Regions from separate parts of the Mus musculus genome. Here region 2 is linked to region 1. A link is a contact called in public Hi-C data. All regions are on one chromosome and are shown on one strand. The core of a region is the stretch at or near the end of the contact, and the rest is flanking DNA. Distances in the headings are between cores, read along the strand shown. Region 1 overlaps Ahcyl2 (S-adenosylhomocysteine hydrolase-like 2). Region 2 has its middle 34 kb from the start of Zc3hc1.

Region 1 (5,289 bases), core at 278-2,777:
AAGACCCACTGCTTGTTAATAATCTTTTGTTTGCTTCTCTTTCATTAATATCTTCTATTGCTGTAAGTTACAGGCCAAGCGAGTGAACCTGAGATGGGCAGAGAAGGTTTCCTTCCCTACACTATCTGGAAGTGTAACAGTATAAAGTATTAAGTGTGCAGAACTGTCTTCCCACTGGAACAACTGACTATGTGAGCTAGCACCTGCTGGATCATTTTCTTGGCTAAATGTTGTGAACCGCCACACAAAGGAAGTGAAAGTAGATACAAGTGATGAAGCAACTGAGAAAAAAAATCATCTAGTTTGTACTATATCTCAGAAATGGGAGGGGAAATTTTCATCCAATTTCCTGCTAACATCTAAGAAAGTTCTTACCAAGCCACACTTAAATTTTATTAAAAATTAACCCAATGACCAAGGGTTAATTGGGTTATGTTAAGGGTTCACTAGGGGTTGGCAGAGGAGCTCAACAGAAACTGGAGGAGCCAAGCTTAACAAGCAACACTGGAGAAGTCAATTAGCAAATTCCTAACATAGGCCGAATAGCAAGAAGTGTGTAAGAAAAGAACATGGGTATTTTCAAACATGGAAGAACTCAAAACTCAGCTCTCTTTTACCCTCCACAAAAAATTATGATTGAAGTGTGGGAGGATAAGCTTTAGCAATTTTAAGGAGAAAAATAACAAAAAAAGAAGAGGGGGTGAGAAAATAAGAGACTAAAAAGACAAAATTGTGAAATCAGTTACCTGATGGTGTGGATTCGAATAGCTGCACAGAAGAAGTGCAGACAGGACCTGAGGCCACTAAAAGAAACAGGCAAGGGTTGTTGCCAGTTCTTTCTACCACAAACCTGATGCAAAGTTTAGGGGTTTCATTTTTGTGCTTACAAGAAGGATCAAGCATCCTCCTGCCGCTACTTCTCAAGTGGCTGCTAGATGTTCAAATATCTATTCTGTTTTAAAGGACCCTTCCTATGTATAGAGAAAGATCTTTTTCTGACATTCCTGGTGCACATGCAGTCACTGTGAAGAGCTGTTTGGGTATCACTCTCGCAATCTTAAAACGTTAGGTAGTTTTTGACCTAATGATTTCACCTTTAGGATTCACCCCACTGATATACCAAATATATGTTCTAAAAGCATGCCATGTGTTTTAGGTCTCTGCCACCATTGTTTGTTGGTTGTGACTGTAAATTACTGACTAAGCAGTTACTTGTCACTCAGGAAGTACTTTCAACACCAATATGCACAATGTAAGCCTTTGAGCCCCCAAAATATAAATTTCGTAAGTATCACCATTTATTTTTGGGTTTCCTGGTTCTGAAAGATAGCTTATAACAGTTATTTTACCCCAAATAGTGACAAGGTTCTAACATGCAAAAGAATAAGACATATTAGCTGTATCTCTGAACAGCTGAAACGGGTTTTGTGTGTGTGTGTGTGTGTGTGTGTGTGTGTGTGTGTGAGGACTGAAACAGCCAGCTAATGGAGAGCCAAGGGGAGAAGCATTCTTTGTTCTCAATTTGGCCCCTTCTACTTCTCCACACTTACCTTCCCCTAGGGAGGTAGCATACAAGCACCCACTGGTTTACTCAATGTTAGCTATATTTTGTTGACATGGCAACAGAAATACACATAAAGGAAGGCACAAAAAGGGTTATTTGCTTATAATTGGTTCAAACTCTTCCCATTCAGGAGAAAAGACTTTAAATAAGCACACAAGACTTTGATAAAGACTAGATAGAGAAGACTTTTCTAGTACAAAGCTAAGAGAGGAACCAGGCACTGCTGTGTGCTGTTGCACCTCTCACTTCCGTAGCTTGTTGCTGAGTGATCCCAAATTACAGAACTGAGTAATGGTTTCAATTATGTTTCTGAAAGAGTTCACACCTTCAGATCTCAAACTAACAGGGCTATTTCAACATTCTGGCTTTTATAAACTAGTGCCAAGAGGAAGTTTCAGGGATCAAGAGTGAATACACCCAAGCTAAGAAGTATGTCTTTAGAACATAACTAGAAACATAATATGTGGGGGGCTATTTTAAGCCCACCACCATCCTGTTATAAAATGAATATCCTTAAAAAAAGCTTTAAGCACATACACACACACATACATAGGCACACACACATAAACACACAGACATACTCATATAGATACATAGATATATACACAGATACACACAAGCACAGACACCCATACACAGAAACACATACACACAGAGACACACAGAGAGATACACAGGCATACACATAGCCCTCCTGAAATAGACATAGACATACATATACACACACAGACACACACACACACACATACACGCACACAAACATGACACATGCAGAGAGGGTATAAGAAGAAAAGAGACACAGATTAACTTAACAGTAAAAACAAAAACAAAGCCTTGAGTGCTAGCTCTTCCTTTTCTTTTGTTTTTTGGAGACAGGGTCTCACTTTGTAATTCTAGCTGGCCTCAAAATTATAATGTAAACCAGGGCATCCTTGAACTCCCAGAAATCTGCCTGCTTCTGTCTCCTAAATGCACAGGCACATGTGTAGGAAAAATACTCATACACATAAAAATAAGAAATTAAAATAAAAGAGCCCTATTATCTAAAAAAATCTCAACTGTCATATATTAACCTGATTCTAAGTTTATATTATAAATAGTAATTGAACACACTAAGCCTTTCTTTTACCTATTCAGGATCAACTCAGGACTTTAGGCGTGCTAATAACAAGTGAGCTATTTCCTCAGCCTCTAGTCTTGATTTTGATTGAATCTAACTACACAGCTCAAAGGCTGGACTGGACTTGCTATACGGCACAAGCTGGTCTCAAAATCAAGATCCTTTTACCTTAGCCTCAGAAGTTCTGATTACAGATGAATACCACCATACACAGTCATAAATCTAAATATTTTTATTGCTATTCTTCTTGATGTGACCAGTTCTTATGTAGCCCAAGCCAGCTTCTAATTTACTGTAGCCAGGGATGACCTTGAACTTCTGACCCTCCTGCCTCCACCTCCCCAGTGCTGGGATTGTCTTATATGGTGCCAGGGATAGAACCCAGGGCTTTCTGTATACAAGGCAAGCATTTCTTGAGACAGGCTGGCTTCAAACTTGCTGTGTAGCCAACGATGGCTGACCTATAATTTCTGATCCTCCTAAGCCCATCTCCCAAGTGCTATGTTATAGAAGTGCACAATCACACCAGGTCTTACGTGGTGCAGGGGTTTGAACAACACATTCTACCAACTAAGCTGTAGCCTTAGCACCTTTTTATCTTTGTGTGAGAAAAGCAGCTTGTGTAGCCCAGACTCGACTAGTGAGTCTCTTGCTTCCATGTTACAGCTTGCGTATGAAATGGCCCCAGCCGGCTCATTTATTGCAGGTATGGATGTCAGCTGATGAACTTTTAGAAAGGGGCCTGATCTTCTCTTCCTCCTCCTTTTTTAGTTGACTGTGGGCCAATCATTTGTTTACTTTAATTATTATTAATAGTAGTCGCTTTGTGTGTGTAGATCAGAGTACAACTTTTAAGATTTGGTTTTCTTCTTCCTCTGAAATCCAGAGGTCAAACTCAGGCTTTCAAGTTAGCACAGCCTTCTAAGCCATAAAAAGTGACCTGGTCAATTACTCTTCATTAAACTCAGAATATCATGGCATTGTTGAGAAATGGTAAAATGGGGGAGATTTAGTTGAAGGAGTGGTCAGTGGGAGGGTGGCCTCTTGAGCTGTGTCTCACTTGTGGTCCTAAGCTTTTCTGCTTCCTGTTCCTCATTCTCAGTGAACGGCTTTGCCACTGATCCAGAAACAGAGCCAATGGGCTGAAATCTCAGACAGGGAGCCAAAATAATTAATTCTTCACGTTAAATTGTCCTCTTTTGTATTGTGGTCACAGCTATGCAAGAGGAAGTAAAATAAAACAAAACAAAATGAATTGGCAAGACAAGTGTGTACCACCGTACTTGGCTTATTTCTTTAAATTCCAAGAAGTAGAATTCTAAGAGAAAAGAAATAATATTCTCTATTGCCAATGTGCATACCAGAAAAGTACCAACTTATATTCTCATCATCATGAATAAAAACTGCTCATCTCTATATTCCTTTGTCTACGTAGGATGTTATAGATTTTAAAAATATTCATGTCTTGAGAGGCTGGAGAGATGGCTCCGTGGCTAAGAGCACTGGCTGCTCTTCCAGAGGACTTGGGTTCAATTCCCAGATCCCACGCTGGCTCCGGACTCAAGGGAACCTCCATAGGCACTGGGTATGCACACAGTGTGTGTGTGTGTGTGTATGTGTGTGTGTGTGTATGTATATATGAGAGAGCAGGCAAAACATTCATACCCATAAAACAAAATTTTAAAAACTTTAAATATAGGATTCTAACAAGTGCAAGAAGGGGTTTCCCCGCTCTTGCTCATCTCCTATGTGGAGGTTAACTTTTATGATTCAGTTATGAAGTCTGGATTTTATACCATTACTGATGACTCCTTTCAACGTTTTCATGATCTTACTTTTAAAATACGTTATTCAATATGAAGAAAAAAGAAACACATGATAATTTTCCTGTCATTTCTCAAACTACAGTAGTTATGGCCAATGAGTGATACACATTTACTTAATGTGGAAAAGCTATCAAACACACACACACACACCCATACACACACACACACACACAGGGAGAGAGAGAGAGAGAGAGAGAGAGAGAGAGAGAGATTGATTATTAACTTAGGGTCTTGAAATGTCCTGAGCAAAGAGATTCTCCTCTACTCTGCTGTAAAAGTACACTAGAACATTGGTTCTTAACCTTCCTAACGCCGCGACTCTTTACTACAGTTCCTCCTGTGGTGGTGACCCTCAACCATAACATTATTTTCACTGCTACTTCACAACTATAATTCTGCTGTTATAAATCATAATGTAAATATCCGTGTTTCCCAATACTCTTAGGTGACCCTGTGAAAGGGTTGTTTGGCCCCTGAGGAGACTGCAATCCCCAGGTTGAGAACCACTGATCTAGAAACCACCTAAGACTGTATAAATCATGCCTTGGCAGGGGTAGTATTCCTTACCCACAACACTTTCACAGGGCTATTCTAAGACCATCAGAAAACACAGACATTTACATTATGATTTATAACAATAGCAAAATCACACTTTTATGAAGTAGCAATTAAAACAATTTTATGGTTGGAGAATCACCACTAAGTGAGAAAGTGGGTCACAGCACTAGGAACATTGAGAACCACTGCTCTACAGGATTCCAAAGAACAGGCAAGCTCTG
Region 2 (5,949 bases), core at 2,551-5,050, 530 kb before region 1:
ACCGTGCACAGGCCTCTGGGTAGGGCAGTGAGGTCACAGGGATTGAGGGTCAGAGTGTTTTAATCCGTTTATTGACCTTGTACTCGATGCTCTGAGCTGTCTACCCAGTACATCAGTGAGCTGTAGAGACGAAAGTGACCAGCAACCAGGGGGTAGAAGTCGGAACCAAAATGCCTAGGACTCCAGATTTATCTACCAGGAAGGCCTTCACTACCTTCAGGAAGAAGTCAAGACCAGACATACACACACACACACACACACACACACACACACACACACACACACACACACACGCGACCCTTTTCAAAGTCTGTTCAGTTCCAGGCCAGTCCTGTCTAGCCCAGTAAGAGCCAATAGAAAGGAAGCTGCACTGTAGTCCCCACAAATGAGGCAGCTCTGTGGCCATCTTAAGAGTCAAGGCTGTGTCTAGAATGTGCTTCTCGTGCAGTGTGAGGGAGGTGGGGAGGACGGAAGAGCAGTGCTCAGCAGGAGGACACTGGAAAACTGATCTTACTCGTTTTTTCAGACATTTGCCTACACACGAGGCCTAGCTTCATCATTAAAGCCCCATATAATCACTATTCCTTTTCACAAATGAGGATGCTGAAACATAATACTTTGCTCAAAGTCACTAGCCAATGAGGGCCAACATTCAAGTTTGGACCATCTGTATCCAAAGTCTAGCCAAGGTTCCACAAAAGACAAGACATATGCATGACAATGTTTATATATTTCTACTTGAAATAAATTGAAGATAACCTAAACATCTGGTAATTGATTACAGAGTATAGCTTGGGAGACTATCATTTAAATTATTGAAATGATTATTGTAAGGGCCAGGGAAATGGCTCAGAGGTTAAAAGCATATCTTGATCTTAAAATGGACCCAAGTTCAGTTTTCCCCACCCACATGATCCATAACCCTGGTTCTAGAGAACCTGACACCCTCTGGTCATCTCTCACACCAAGTATGCACGTGGCACATCAACATACATGCAGAACACACACCCATATGCAGAAAATAGATCTAAAAAATAGTGTAGTCATTCACAGTGGCGGGCGCATTTAATGTCACCTTTCAGGAGGTAGAATCAGGTGAAGCTGTGTGTACTGAGGCCAGTCTGTCCTACATAGTTCCAGGATGGCCCACATACTGAGACCCTGTCTTACAAAACAAAACAAGAAAAACATTGCCTCAAAAAAAAAATCAAAGGACTATTATTGTTTTTTTTTCAAAGATTTATTTATTATTATTATACATAGGTACACTGTAGCTGACTTCAGACATGCCAGATCTCATTATGGGTGGTTGTGAGCCACCATGTGGTTGCTGGGATTTGAACTCGGGACCTTCAGAAGAGCAGTCAGTGCTCTTACCCGCTGATCCATCTCCCCAGCCCAGGACTATTATTGTAATGTAGTTTATTCATATAGTGGAATGATACTCAGAGTTTTTAAGTTGCTCTTTATCTAATGTGGGTCAAAAACGTGTGTAACTAGAGTGATCTGTGTTCTGTAGGTAACTAGACATCCAGGAAAATGTGACGTATGAGGTAGTAAATGGCTAGAAAACTTAGAAAACTTCCCCTTTATGAGAGCCATAGCATCTGCCCACTTTCCAAAAACTTAGGTATTTAGTCCAGACTCAAGGTCAGGTTAGCTATAGTGTCAAGCTGTAATACTAGCAGTACCCACTAGAGCCATTAGGTGCCGCCAGTGCTTCACATTAAACTCCAGCTTGCCTTTCAAACAACCACGGACCCACCGCCACCAATCACTGGGGGACAGGCCCTGGGCGACAACTCTCCTTTCCAAATGGTTCACCCTCATTTCTGCATCATTTTTCGGGTGTTTTGATTTGTTTTGTTTTGTTTTGTCTTAGAAAATGTCTCACTTTGTAGCCTTGTCTGGTCTGGAAATTTTGTCAGTGGTTCTTAACCTTCTTAATGCTGTGGCCCTTTTAATACAGTTTCTCGTGATTTTTTTTTTCTTTTTACATGACTAATTAATTTTGCTACACTTAGGAATGGTAATGTAAATACCAGTTTTCCGGTGGCCTTATGTGACCCCTGTGAAAGGGTCACTTGACAACCCCTCCCACGTTGGGTTGCAACCCACAAGTTGAGAACCTCTGCTCTATTTAGACTAGATTGGCCTCAGACACAGAGACCCACCTCCATGTGCCTCCCTAGCGCTCTTATGGAAGGCAGACACCACCTCGCCAGCCTCGCCACAGCATCTGGCTTTGTCTTGTCTAAGTCAGTGTAGACTGGAAGTTGGGGCTGCCTGCTTTGTAGCACAGACCAGTCCAGTGATAGGAAAATGGACAGCATGGAGGTGGGTGCCCAGAGAAGAGGAAAGAGAATGTATTTAGTGAAGATCCAGAGAAGTGGAGGATGCTCTCCTTTTTTTTTTTTTTTTTTTTTTTTTTTTTTTTTTTGAGACAGGGTTTCTCTGTATAGCCCTGGCTGTCCTGGAACTCACTCTGTAGATCAGGCTGGCCTCAAACTCAGAAATCCTCCTGCCTCTGCCTCTCGAGTGCTGGGATTAAAGGCACTCCTGAGGATGCTCTCCTTAAAGTTCAGGGCTAATCCCTTGTATCCAGCATTAGAGACATTGTATCCACCATTAGAGGCGTGCAGAAATGCCTAAAGACCAGACTGACTGGGAAGCCAGAAGAGAAAGCCACAAGAGGAGACGAGCCACTGGCAGCCACCTTGCTCCACATGGCTGCACTGACGCCAGTCCTCCCAAGGTGTCACCAACACTCAGGCTGAGTCACTCCAAACCCAGCCCACAGAGTTAAGCCAGTAACAAAACCTGGAGGACGTGGCCACAGGGCCAAGGGCCAGAGCAATGTCATCACGGGCAACCGTGCAGCTCGGGCCCGGCAGATGACCCTTTCCTTGTGAGCATTCCAGGGTGTGTGACTGATGCTCACTGACCCCGATTCATGGCGGCACGGAACACAAAGAGGTCATTACTGCCCCTTGATCCACCGGGGAAACTGAGGAATGGAGTGGGGAAGCAGCTTTGGCCCGTGAGTCAGTGGTACAGGTCATGAGTTCATTACCACCCCGTCAGGTCAGTCAGGTGCCTATGAAGCCACACTTCCCAACCAGAAGTAAACATGGCTGTCCAGGGCCAGGGAAGGGAGGGCCTTCCACCCAGTGCCCTTTCCATACCTGTCCAGCGGTAGAACCAGACACAAAGTTGCAAAGACTATGGCCTGACTCCCTGCATTCAGCCAAGGTCAGAGTGGGGAGTGACAGCCAAGACGGCACACAGGTTGTGGCCAAGCCAGCTCAGAGTCAGTCGGGATCTGGCCATCTGGACTCAAATACTGGATGCCCTTGTTATCAGTCTGTCTTCTGAGCCAGCTCCTGGGGCCTCTGCTTCTTGATATGTAAAAGGGGCAGGAGTAGTCAGTGTCTATGTCAAAGGGCTGCTTAAGAGCTAAGGGACCTGATGTTTGTTACGTGGTTGCTAAGCAATCCTTAGCTGCACACCTGGCCACCCGTGTCTCCAGGCTGTAGGGACTTTTGGGTCTGAGGAAAAGAAATGGGCACTGGGCTCAGGCAAAAACATCCCAGAATGTCTCGCTAGCTCATCCTTGCTATGGGAAGGATTCTTCTCGCCCAGTGGCTCTCCCCCATCAGCAGAGGTGCTGGTACTTCAGCTCGATGCCCAGTTTTAGAAGCATCGGGAAGCAGCATCTTGGGCAACCAAACACCAAGTGAGATAACCACATTCTTGCCAGCCTCCTCCAGCCTTGGCTCAGGGCCCAGCAGGGCCACCCTTAGGAGATGGTGCTAAGAAGACAACAGGCAAGCTAATTATAGGCCCGGCCTGCTGGGCTGTGGACACTGCCTGTTTGGCCTGCACGGCTTACCTGAGTCATCTATCCTGCGGCCACTTGAGCCTGGATCTGGACTAGCAGGCCACAGGGAGTCAGGAGCGCCTTCCCTGTGCTCAGTCTGGTCAGCTGCACCACTTCCTGCCTCTTTTCCCCTCAGAAAGCCAGTTGAGGCAGGTGAGCACCCCAGATCAGAGGCCAGAAGGCCTAATGCCTACTGCGAGGTGAGCACAATGCTGGGATCCCAGAGTCTCTGGAAAAATCACTTCACAGGTCAAAGTAAAAGGCATAGAATGAACAGGGCAGTGGCCTCCTCCTTCCACCACACGGTCCACACCTCCATCCTCTCCCTGAACCTTACTGGTCTGCAGGGGCCCCAGCTCTCTTGCTCCTCAGTGGTCAGCTGTGATCTGGGCTCAGTTCCCATAAACTTAGCCCAGGAATTTTTCAAAGTAAAAGGAGGGCAAATATGGGTGCCGTGGTTCAAAAAATCAGTCTTAAAATCACAACAGAGTTAGAAAACATTCTTTGAGGCGTTAAAAATGAGGATAAATGACAAGAAAGTCCCCAGCTCTTTGGATTTAGTGCATTAGGGAGGCAAGGGTGTGGCAGGAGAAAAACTGGGGGTACCCTCTGTGAGGGGAATGTTTGCACCCATAGCAGGGCTCATCTGTGCACTAGAAGGCCAACATGGAAAGCTGTGAACCCAGACTCGGGAGGCAGAGGCAGAGGGGTCAGGAGTTCAAGGTCAGCTTTGGATAAGTGGTGAGTTCAAGGCCAGCATGGGCTACATGAGGTCCTATTAAAAAAAAAAAAAAAAAGCCAAAGGGGCCGTGAGTGAGGTCGGGCAAGAAACAGGAAGTGATGTGGGTGGGTGCTGTTTTGTTTTGCTTCTGTTTTTGAGAGGGAGAAGGAGAGGGAGAGTGTGTGTGTGTGCCAAAAGCCATAGGTCTCCTAGAGCAGGAGTCACAGGAAGTGAGTTGTCTGACATAGACGTATGGGATTGAACTCACGTCCTTTGGAAGAGCAACACTTGTTCTTAACTCTTAAGTCACCTTTTCAGCCCCTAATTTTTTTTTTTAATTTAAAAAAAAAAGATGTGTGTGTGATTGGAGGGGTCTATCATGGCACAAGAGTGGAGGTCAGAGGACAACTTTGGAGTTGATTCTGTCTGTCTACCTTTAGGTGGGTCCTTGTCATAACAGCAGCCATCTCACCAACCTGTTCTCTTGGTTGTTTTTGTTTTTGTTTTTGTTTTTTCCCCTCCCTGTTTTATTTTAGTTATCTATCTATTTATTTTGAGACAGGGTTTTTCTGTGTAGCCCTGGTTGTCCTGGAACTCACTCCATAGACCAGGCTGGCCTCGAACTCAGAGTGCTGGGACTTAAGGCATACAACCCGGCCTTCCTTCCTTTTTTTTTTTTTTTTCCTGACAGGGTCTGTATCTCCCTCTGTAAGCCTGGCTGACATGCCTCTTGCTATGTAGTGACTGTAAGGCTGGACTCAAACTCAGAGATTCTGCCTGCCAAGCCGCCCACGAGCTGGGGTTCAAGGCTTGTGCCCCTTCACCCTGCCTTGTGTTTTGATATTTGAGACAGGTTCTCTTGTAGTCAGCTTTAAACTCTCCATCCTCCTGCCTCTACCTTGCAGGTGCTGGGATCACAGGTATGTACCATGATGCTTGTCTGTTTTAAGGGAGCCATCCTTTTGGGGTAGGAATGAAGTTCTCTGCTCCCCAGGAGAGTAGACCACCAAGCGCCTGCCCGAGAGCTTTGCCTGGCCTCTCTCCGCAACTCCCACAGCACTAGAGGGTTGGTGACACCCTCTGCCATCTGAGCCTCAGCGCTCCTGTTGCCGCCCACAGCCCCTCATGCTTTCTACCCTTCTTGAAGTGAGCCTGATTACAGACTGCCCCCCTGGGGGAGGGAGCGGAGGGAGGGTGGAGGGAGACCTAGTTCTGGCCTTGCTGACTAAAAGAATGACCTCAGTGTCATAATGACTGGCTTTCTGGTTAAGCTGCCAACCTGGGTGCCTCCCCACTCTGGCCTTTAAGATAGCTCCACACAGGATGATTGTGTCTGTCGGCAGAGAGC

The links. A called contact is a pair of places that touch in the nucleus more often than the background predicts.
Region 2: a contact with region 1 is called in a Hi-C map of Th1 cells, with 2.7 times the contacts expected there. The contact joins two enhancer-like sites. A contact is called at or near these places in 2 of 15 datasets of contacts at CTCF or cohesin (large pre-B cells and pro-B cells), 35 of 484 Hi-C or Micro-C datasets (the C10 cell line, the G1E-ER4 cell line, the HL-1 cell line and 22 more), 6 of 115 datasets of contacts at active chromatin or transcription factors (T-cell acute lymphoblastic leukemia, bone marrow-derived dendritic cells, effector CD8 T cells and 3 more) and 1 of 9 other capture datasets (embryonic stem cells).

Annotation. Positions count from the first base shown.
Region 1 is chr6:29,823,974-29,829,262 of GRCm38.p6, reverse strand. All of the region lies in intron 1 of Ahcyl2 (S-adenosylhomocysteine hydrolase-like 2), which reads right to left. Among named protein-coding and RNA genes, the nearest start is that of Ahcyl2, 58 kb to the right of the region's middle. Within about 2 kb of position 1,527, at least 73 of the 459 cell types and tissues checked have an H3K27ac peak or open chromatin away from gene starts, as enhancers often do. A contact at or near this core is called in Th1 cells, effector CD8 T cells, granulocyte-monocyte progenitors and 2 more, where this site is marked.
Region 2 is chr6:30,353,737-30,359,685 of GRCm38.p6, reverse strand. No RefSeq gene overlaps it. Among named protein-coding and RNA genes, the nearest start is that of Zc3hc1, 34 kb to the left of the region's middle. Within about 2 kb of position 3,800, at least 102 of the 459 cell types and tissues checked have an H3K27ac peak or open chromatin away from gene starts, as enhancers often do. A contact at or near this core is called in Th1 cells, effector CD8 T cells, granulocyte-monocyte progenitors and 2 more, where this site is marked.